2 separate regions of the Mus musculus genome follow, and region 1 is linked to region 2. A link is a contact called in public Hi-C data. All regions are on one chromosome and are shown on one strand. Each heading gives the region's core, a stretch centred on a gene start, on an enhancer-like site or on the middle of the called end of the contact. The rest is flanking DNA. Distances are from core to core; before and after follow the strand shown. Region 1 overlaps Cradd (CASP2 and RIPK1 domain containing adaptor with death domain). Region 2 overlaps Cradd (CASP2 and RIPK1 domain containing adaptor with death domain).

Evidence for each region. A called contact is a pair of places that touch in the nucleus more often than the background predicts.
Region 1: a contact with region 2 is called in a Hi-C map of CD8 T cells, with 1.7 times the contacts expected there. The contact joins two enhancer-like sites. A contact is called at or near these places in 7 of 484 Hi-C or Micro-C datasets (CD8 T cells, embryonic stem cells and pro-B cells), 4 of 115 datasets of contacts at active chromatin or transcription factors (embryonic stem cells, heart atrium and memory CD8 T cells) and 1 of 9 other capture datasets (embryonic stem cells).

Annotation. Positions count from the first base shown.
Region 1 is chr10:95,282,239-95,286,496 of GRCm38.p6, forward strand. The region is part of intron 2 of Cradd (CASP2 and RIPK1 domain containing adaptor with death domain); the gene reads right to left. Among named protein-coding and RNA genes, the nearest start is that of Cradd, 39 kb to the right of the region's middle. Within about 2 kb of position 1,338, at least 24 of the 459 cell types and tissues checked have an H3K27ac peak or open chromatin away from gene starts, as enhancers often do. A contact at or near this core is called in CD8 T cells and memory CD8 T cells, where this site is marked.
Region 2 is chr10:95,177,515-95,181,712 of GRCm38.p6, forward strand. The region is part of intron 2 of Cradd (CASP2 and RIPK1 domain containing adaptor with death domain); the gene reads right to left. Among named protein-coding and RNA genes, the nearest start is that of Gm29684, 34 kb to the left of the region's middle. Within about 2 kb of position 2,792, at least 98 of the 459 cell types and tissues checked have an H3K27ac peak or open chromatin away from gene starts, as enhancers often do. A contact at or near this core is called in CD8 T cells and memory CD8 T cells, where this site is marked.

The sequences.
Region 1 (4,258 bases), core at 88-2,587, 100 kb after region 2:
GTACTACCTTGCCTGGGCCTAAGCTTTTCATGACCACAACACCTCAAGATCTATGTCAGACACTTGTGCCTTCCAGCCTCAAGATCTGGATCACAGGCGTGCCCTCCAGTTCTGGATTGGAGTTCATTTCAGATGTCGTCAAGCTGACGACCAGGAAAAGCTACCACATCTTCCATTCCCCGAGCTTCTGATTCCTATATAACCCAGCCATTGTGGCCACCCTCGTTTGTCCCCTTTGGCCTCTTGGTTCCTCTCTTGGCCTCCTCTCTTCCCCCTCCCCCTTATTCTCTCCATGCTCACCCCCTCCCTTCTCATGGCCCAGTTCAGTCTGCTAGTTTCTCCCCCTGATCTGGACTCTTCTGGCTGCCTCTGGCTGCGCGCTCTCTCCCATCAACAATAAAAGCCTCCTCCTCCAGCACACCTGGGCGTGATTACATCCTCGTCTTCATTCCTTCTGCAAGAGCGGCCAGGGCCAGTATCTCGACCGGAGGGTGGGGGGGGTATTTACACTTCATCTTCTTTTGTTGTTATTGTTTTGGGGTTGTAGTTGTTATTGTTTTTGTTTTTAAGACACTGTCTTACTATGTAGCACTCGCTGCCCTAGAATTCACTTTGTAAACCAGACTGGCCTGAAATTCACAGAGATCCACCTGCCTCAGTGCTGGGCTTAAAGGCCTGTGCTGCTACACCAGCCTTACATTTTCTTTTCAAAGACAAAAAAAAAAAAAGTAAAAGGGGGCTTGGTGGGTAAAGGTGCTTGCTCACCAACTTCATGACCTGAGTTCAATACCCAGAACTCACATGGTGGAAAATCCTCTGATCTGCACACATGCCAACATGGGATGCACATGGAAGCACACGTGCACGCGCGCGCGCACGCCACACACACACACACAGACACACACAGATAAATGTTTAAAAACAAAAAGTAGGTCAAAAATTGTTTTCTTATTCCAAGATGCTCAGAAAGTCACCCCTCTGCCTATCGAGCAGAGAGTTGAAAACAGTGACCATTCAGCAGCAAGTCTCCCGACCACTGGAGAGACAACCACCAGACACAGAGAAGGAACCTAGTGGATTGGGACAGAAATGTCCACAGGAAAACCCCTGCATGCTTCCAGCGGGTGGGGACGAAGAAAGGGATCCAGTGTGAAAGACACAGGCAGGTCTGCACAGGGGAAACTAACCACAGATAACCTGCCGGGCCAATATAAGATCATAACTGACCCCCACTTCATCCCAACCTCGCTACCCTCTCACCTAAGAAACACTTGTGAGGTTCAGAGAGCAGCTACGCAGGCTCACCAAACCACGGAGACCTCACCAGAGGACCCACAAGAGGCTTCACTCCCACGCCTTATCACATCTGCTAGAGGCCCAGTCACAGCTGTGCCCTCTACGCAGCCCTCATGTCCGATTATAAGTAGAAATCACTAATCAGGAACTTAACGCGACTGTGGTTATAAGGGAACGGTTCTAACACGTAGTCAGCATGTTAAGAATGGATAGGCCGGGGAGCCACAGAGAAAGAACCCATAAGGAAGAGCTTTTGGTGAGCTCTGTGTTCAGGAAACAGTATCTATCACATCAACAGAATCCCACCAACTGAAAGGCAGGAAGAACCGAGACAAGAAAACATGCCAGAGCTGTGCGATACCTACAGGCCTGTATCAGGGGAGCGCTGGAGAGGAAAGAAGAGCGACGACTGGGACAGAAGTGCTTGAGGTAATGCTGAGAATCTCCCCCCAAAGGTCGGACACAAAACCACAGGTGCACCAAGCTCAAAGAATATTATGCAGGATAAATATACACATGTATACACATACTATACACATAGACATGCACATGCATACGCGGTTATATCTTCATATGCACATATATGTACATACATACGTATACACACACACATATGCACGTGCATACCCCTGCACACACGTATCACAGAAACACACACAAAGCCAATGCAGTTAGGCTTACTGTGTCCAAGCTTCAGTTAGTGAAAAATTATTAATGAAAATTCCTGAAGTAAACTATCGGGAAAAAGCAAGCTGGCTTTTGAGAAGCAAAGAGAACACTGTTGCTAATGCTCAGAAATCGCCCAAGCGTGAAGAGACCTAAAAGTGTAGGAAAGAAACAAACATTAGCCTCGAGTCTAGTGAATTCATCCTTCCAAGCTGAAGGGATTTCTAAATCAAAGCTGGAGAGAATCTCTGGAAATATATCTGCATTGGAAGGTGTGATGGTTTGTCTATGCTCTGCCCAGGGAGTGGCATAATTAGAAGGCATGGCCCTGTTGAAGTAGGTGTGTCACTGTGGGCATGGGCTATAAGACCCTTGTCCTAGCTACCTGGAAGCCAGTATTCTGCTGGCAGCCTTCAGATGAAGATGTAGAATTCTCACCTCCTCCTGCACCATGCCTGCCTAGATGCTGCCATGCTCCTGCCTTGATGCTAATGGACTGAACCTCTGAACCTATAAATCAGCCCCAATTAAATGCCCTTATAAGAGCTGCCTTGGTTATGGTGTCTGTTCACAGCAGTCAAACCCAAACTAAGGAATGTTAAAGGAAGTCCTTTAGAGAAAAAGAAAAGAGTAGGTAAGAAAAAGGAGGTGGGGGGGGGAGTACACCAGGCGGTAAGAGAAAGTGAAATAAAATTATTTTATATCCCTTTTAATTGTGGTACTCTTTATTATTTAAAACAATTCTTTAAATTCAAATATATTCTGATCATATTCTTCCCCTCCCCCAAGTCCTTCTAGGTCTTCTACCTCTCCCTACCCACCTAATGTGAAGTTCTTTCTCAAACACAGTCAAAAGCCCAATGCAACAGGAAAACCCCCAAAAGGAAACAAAATAAACCACCACCAAAAACAAAAACAAAAAACAAACAAACAAAAATCCTGTAACCAAGTAAGCACACACACACACACACACACGCACACACACACACACACACCTGTGGAGTCCATTATATACTGGCCAACTACTCCTGAGCATGAGGGCTGCTCTGGAGTGGATGAGGTACCCAGTGTCACTTCCTTGGAGAACACTGATTTCCCCTCCCCCAGCAGGTATAAGGACAGATCAGTCGGTAACCTTTACCCTAGTGGCTAGGTTTTTATTCATTTGTTAATTTGCTTTTTAAATATAACAAGATAAAATACAATAAGATAAATAAAAAAACTACCACACTGAAGTTGGACAAGACAAACCAACAGAAGGAAAAGAGCCCAACAGAAGGCACAAGAGTCATATTCTTCATTGCTCCAACAAAGTTTCCTCAAAATACTAACAAAAACAATGCATTTTATTATGCAGGGGTGTGTGTGTGTCTACTGAATGCAAGGGGTGAGAAAAAAAATGAAAATTACCACTTCAAGGGTGGAGAAGTAAAAGTTTATTCCAAACTGCCAAGGGGATGGGGTACGGGGTACAGAGAAAGGGGGAGGAAAACTTGAGGGGATACAAGGGCTGGGCACCTGGGAGGAAGGGAGCCTCCGAGCTGGGTGGGAAGCTTTGAAGCGTATAACAAGTATCTGTGAGTAGGGGCTGAGAGAGGCTGAAGGCTAGCATGGACCTTCCTATGCTGAGAGGAAGGCAGAGGTTAATGGAATAGCAATGCATCCCTTCTGCTATGGCTAAAAAGAAAACTACTTTTGGCAAGTGGGAAATAGCTTCCCAAGTTCCTGGGAGAATGCTTCTTATAGACAAGTGGGTGTTTGACTCTTGTGCCTTCTCTTGGGCTCTTTTTCTTATATATGCTTCTATTTTACAGTTGTATATGCTGCTGTGTGACAGCTGTATATGCTTCTGTGTGACAGCTGTATATGCTCCTGTGTGACAGTTGTATATGCTGCTGTGTGACAGTTGTATATGCTGCTGTGTGGCAGTTGTATATGCTGCATGTGACAGTTGTATATGCTGCTGTATGACAGTTATATATGCTTCTGTGTGACAGCTGTATACGCTTCTGTATGACAGTTGAATATGCTTCTGTATGACAGTTGAATATGCTTCTGTATGACAGTTGAATATGCTTCTGTATGACAGTTGTATATGCTTCTGTGTGACAGCTGTATATGCTCCTGTGTGACAGTTATATATTCTTCTGTATGACAGTTGAATATGCTTCTGTGTGGCAGCTGTATATGCTTCTGTATGACAGTTGAATATGCTTCTGTATGACAGTTGTATATGCTTCTGTGTGATAGTTATATATGCTCCTGTGTGGCAGCTGTATATGCTTCTGTATGACAG
Region 2 (4,198 bases), core at 1,542-4,041:
GTTCCACCTGGACCCCTCCTTACACGCTGTGCAGGAAGGTGGCTAAATCTCAATGACATTCAAAGTGGCAGAAGAGCTTTCCTCCACCGCCTGCTTTTAGTTACATTGGAAGATGACCTGACTGCCCTCCCAACCTGCAGTTAAATATGTAATACAATACCAAGGAAAAATATTATAAACACTTGAAGGGAAACCCTCTGACTGTGACACTCTGGAACACACACTGTGCCCCTCTCCCCCTGCCCCTCACAATGCTTGATTTCTGTTGCTTTTGTAGGGTGCCTCATATCTTCCTGATTCTCAAGTGATAGTCTGCATCCCCTGCCCCACCCTTTTGTGTTCCTGCGTCTGTAGTTTTGATGTGTGACAAGTGGTCAGTTTTATCACATGTTGTAGGATTTTCCCTGTCCAATCACATTAGGGCAGTGGGAGGCCTGTGATTGTACAGGGAAAAGGGAGGCTGAGCTAAGAGTTGTAGAGACAGGGAGCATCTCAGAGTAGGAGAAGGAAGATGGCTGTGGACGTGAACCCGCATGGCGTTTTCCAGCCACAGGTAGCTATGATTTCACAATACTAGGATAAAGCTTTTATCATTATCAATTGGCTCTAAAATTATTGTATTGGCATCTTGTAAATTGTGATATTATTGATACATAAATCTGATTGGCTAATTAAGCATTAAGAGTCTTTTTTTTTCTTTTGGTTTTTCGAGACAGGGTTTCTCTGTATAGCCCTGGCTGTCCTGGAACTCACTTTGTAGACCAGGCTGGCCTCAAACTCAGAAATTTGCCTGCCTCTGCCTCCCGAGTACTGGGATTAAAGGCATGTGCCACCACACCCGGTTCAGCATTAAGAGTCTTGATTCTACCAGGGTACTGGATATTGTGATGTGATGGCTGACCATGTGGTAGTGAGAGGAACTGAGGGGGGAGGGGCCCGCCAGAGAGTGGCCCAGAGGGAGCCCTGTGGCAGTTTGGCAGGAGTGCAGGAGCATGGGCCAACCAGGTTTACTTTTTAATATTTCCCTGCAACAATCTCTAGGTAACTTCTTACAAGAGATGTTCACAGTTGCTGTAGTCTCTGAGGAGTTTCAGGTCAAGACTGCCTACTGTCTCATTAGAACAATGTCTTTATATTTAGAGAACTAGTTATACATTATTTCAAACTATTTAACATGATACTTTTGAACTATAAACATACCATTATGCTATATAAACAATTTTATTCCCCCTTGCATAATTTTCAAGTTTATAGACCTCACTCCTATTTTGTGGTTGGGAGTGTTGCTTTGGAGAACTCTGGTACCAACTTGGTTATCCAACATTTCGAGTAGAATATTATTTGGCTTTCAAAAGAAATAAAGTTCTGACATGTTACAACATGGGCTAGTTGTGAGGACACTGTGCTAGGTAAATGTGGCCTCTCCACAGAAGGCAAGCACCCTGCGGTTCCACTCAGAGGAAGGACCTGACATCATCGTGGTCACAGAGGCAGAGAACAGTGTGGCAGCTGGGACAGGAGGGAGGAAGGGGGTTGGTGGTTAGTAGGTAAGGGGTTTTAGGTCCTAAAAAGGGTTTCTAAAGACATTTCCGTACATGACACTTCTCCAAACTTTGTATGCTGCTGGTGATTTGGTGTCAGGGTTTATTTTTTGCTTTTGACTACTTTCCTTTCAGGTGAGTGGATGCTGAGGAGGGATCAGGTGAGTGGATGGTGGGGAGGGAGCCTCAGGTGAGTGGATGGTGGGGAGGGAGCCTCAGGTGAGTGGATGGTGGGGAGGGAGCCTCAGGTGAGTGGATGGTGGGGAGGGAGCCTCAGGTGAGTGGATGGTGGGGAGGGAGCCTCAGGTGAGTGGATGCTGGGGAGGGAGCCTCAGGTGAGTGGATGCTAGGGAGGGAGCCTCAGGTGAGTGGACGCTGGGGAGGGAGCCTTGGTGTCTATGCTGTGCTCTGGCATCTTTTTACCTCCAGCTCAGAAGGCAGCAGAGGCTGTAAGAAAAGCACCTGGAAAAGCAAGCCAACTAGAAACCTTCATTCTGATGGGCAACCACAAAGCACATCCAGTGTTCCCCAAAAGGCAGAGGAATCAACTATTTGATCTTCCTGCAACCAATTTCCAGTATACCCCAAAGATGAAGGCCATATTGCAAACACAAATAACATCCTACTCACTGTGATGGGAACTTGGATTTGACTGTCAAGTCTAGGAAACTCAATGAGACTGTTATCAACAATTGCGTTTTCACTAAATTAGTGTGGATATGCTCTGGGCCTTGGATTAGCAGGTCTGGTCAGTCTCTAAAGACAAGCCTGTCACCAAGCAGGTAACCAGGTAGCATGGGCTAAGTCACTTCACATTTCCCAGACCGATCATTTGTAAATGATAAAGCCAGATGGCACCCAAGGCTTCATCTAGCTGTAATGTGGTACTGTCTTTCAGAAGTGATTTTATTATTTTCTTCAGACTGTGATTTTTGAGTTCTCATTAAATCCTCCACTAATCATTTAGCACTGCATCCCCTTACACAGCTGTTAAAATAGAAGCAAGCCGTGCAGGCTCTTCAGAATAAATTTTGGTTAATCCATTATTTCTGTTTTGTAAAGACCACAAACCTTCTGAAGGAAAAAAAAACCAGTGAGATGAATATTTGCTACAGTTTTTTTTTTTTTCCAAACTGTATAAAACATTTGAGATGTTCTCGGGGAGCCACACCTTCCACAGCCTCACCAGGACCTGACATGGCTGTTTCTCCTTCCTTGAGCTCCGCCCTCAGACCACAGCTTTATCATAGCTCTCCCCTTTCTGTGGGACACTTCCTCGGTCACAAGTAGAACTTCTCATCAAGCTGTACCACCTTCACAGCTCTCAGATGCAGTTCCTACTTCCTCTGAGATCTCCCTTGTCCACCTATGACCTTGTAACCTCTTACCCACTGTCTGTGTGCTGCTGCGGTTTCCCGTCCCTGGCACCGCTCAATGTCCCTGGAGCTGTCAACTCCTGTTGAGCAAACGGAGCTTCGTCCATTTGCCCAGTGATGCACCCAGGTGCCCAGAACAATGCTTTGCATACAGCAGTCTCTCCCCTGACGCTTTGGGATAAGAGAGTGATTGTAAAGGATGCCTTAGCTCAACATTCATGTATGTAGCTGTGTGTGTGTGTGTGTGTGTGTGTGTGTGTGTGTGTGTGTATGTGTGTATGTGTAGTACTCCAGAGTGGGAGAGAACTGACCAGCAACACTAGCTCCACCACAGAAACAACTAGAAAATACAAAGCCCACTAGGAAAGTTCTTCACCCCTCTCCCAACTTTGTAAAGAGAAATAAATAGCATTTTTTTACAATGAAAAAATGTTTATTCAAAGGTCAGAATTCTTTCCCACTCAGTTCCCCCACCCCCCAACCCATTATCTTAGGGAGGAGAGGCTAGTTTTATGTCAACTTGACACAGGCTAGAGAGGAGGAAACCTCAATTAAGGAAATACCTCCCTGGGATCCAGCTGTAGGCAAGCCTGCAGGGTGTTTTCTTAGTTAGTAAGGGATGCAGGAGGGCCCAACCTTAATGCTGAACAGGGCGTGTAGAAGAGGAAGCCAAGCAACCCTTTCCCTCCCCACACTGCTCAGTCATGATGCTTCGTCACAGCCATAGTAACCCTAACTAAGACAGTGGGTGAGTTTGAGAAAATTAAGTAATCATTTTCAAACTTTCAAAATAGTACAATACATATCGGCTTTTCTAGACCATCTCCTAGTTTATAACTACATCTCTTGTTGGCTGTAGTTGAACTACAGTTCCCATAAAGCTCTGTAATAAAGCTGTTGACTGCTCTTCTATTAAAAACACCCCATCTCACTTTGCCTGTCTGTCTGTCCACCCACCCATCCATCCACCCACCCATCTGTCTGTCCATCCTTCTGTCCATCTGTCCTTCTGTCTGTCTGTCCATCTGCCTGCCCATCCATCCATCCATCCATCCATCCATCCATCTATCCATCCATCATCTCCATGCATGGACAGATGTTCCCTGAATGATGACAATACTTTGTGGGGATTCTTTTCCTTTCCCTTCTCAGTATAGCTTGGATTCCTCTATATTTACATGCAGGGTTTGTACGGGGAAGCCATGAGAAGCTGGATGAATGGGAAGTAGCAGCTGGTCTTGCAGCAACTTAGCATCGGGTGCTGGAGTAGATGTGCACGCC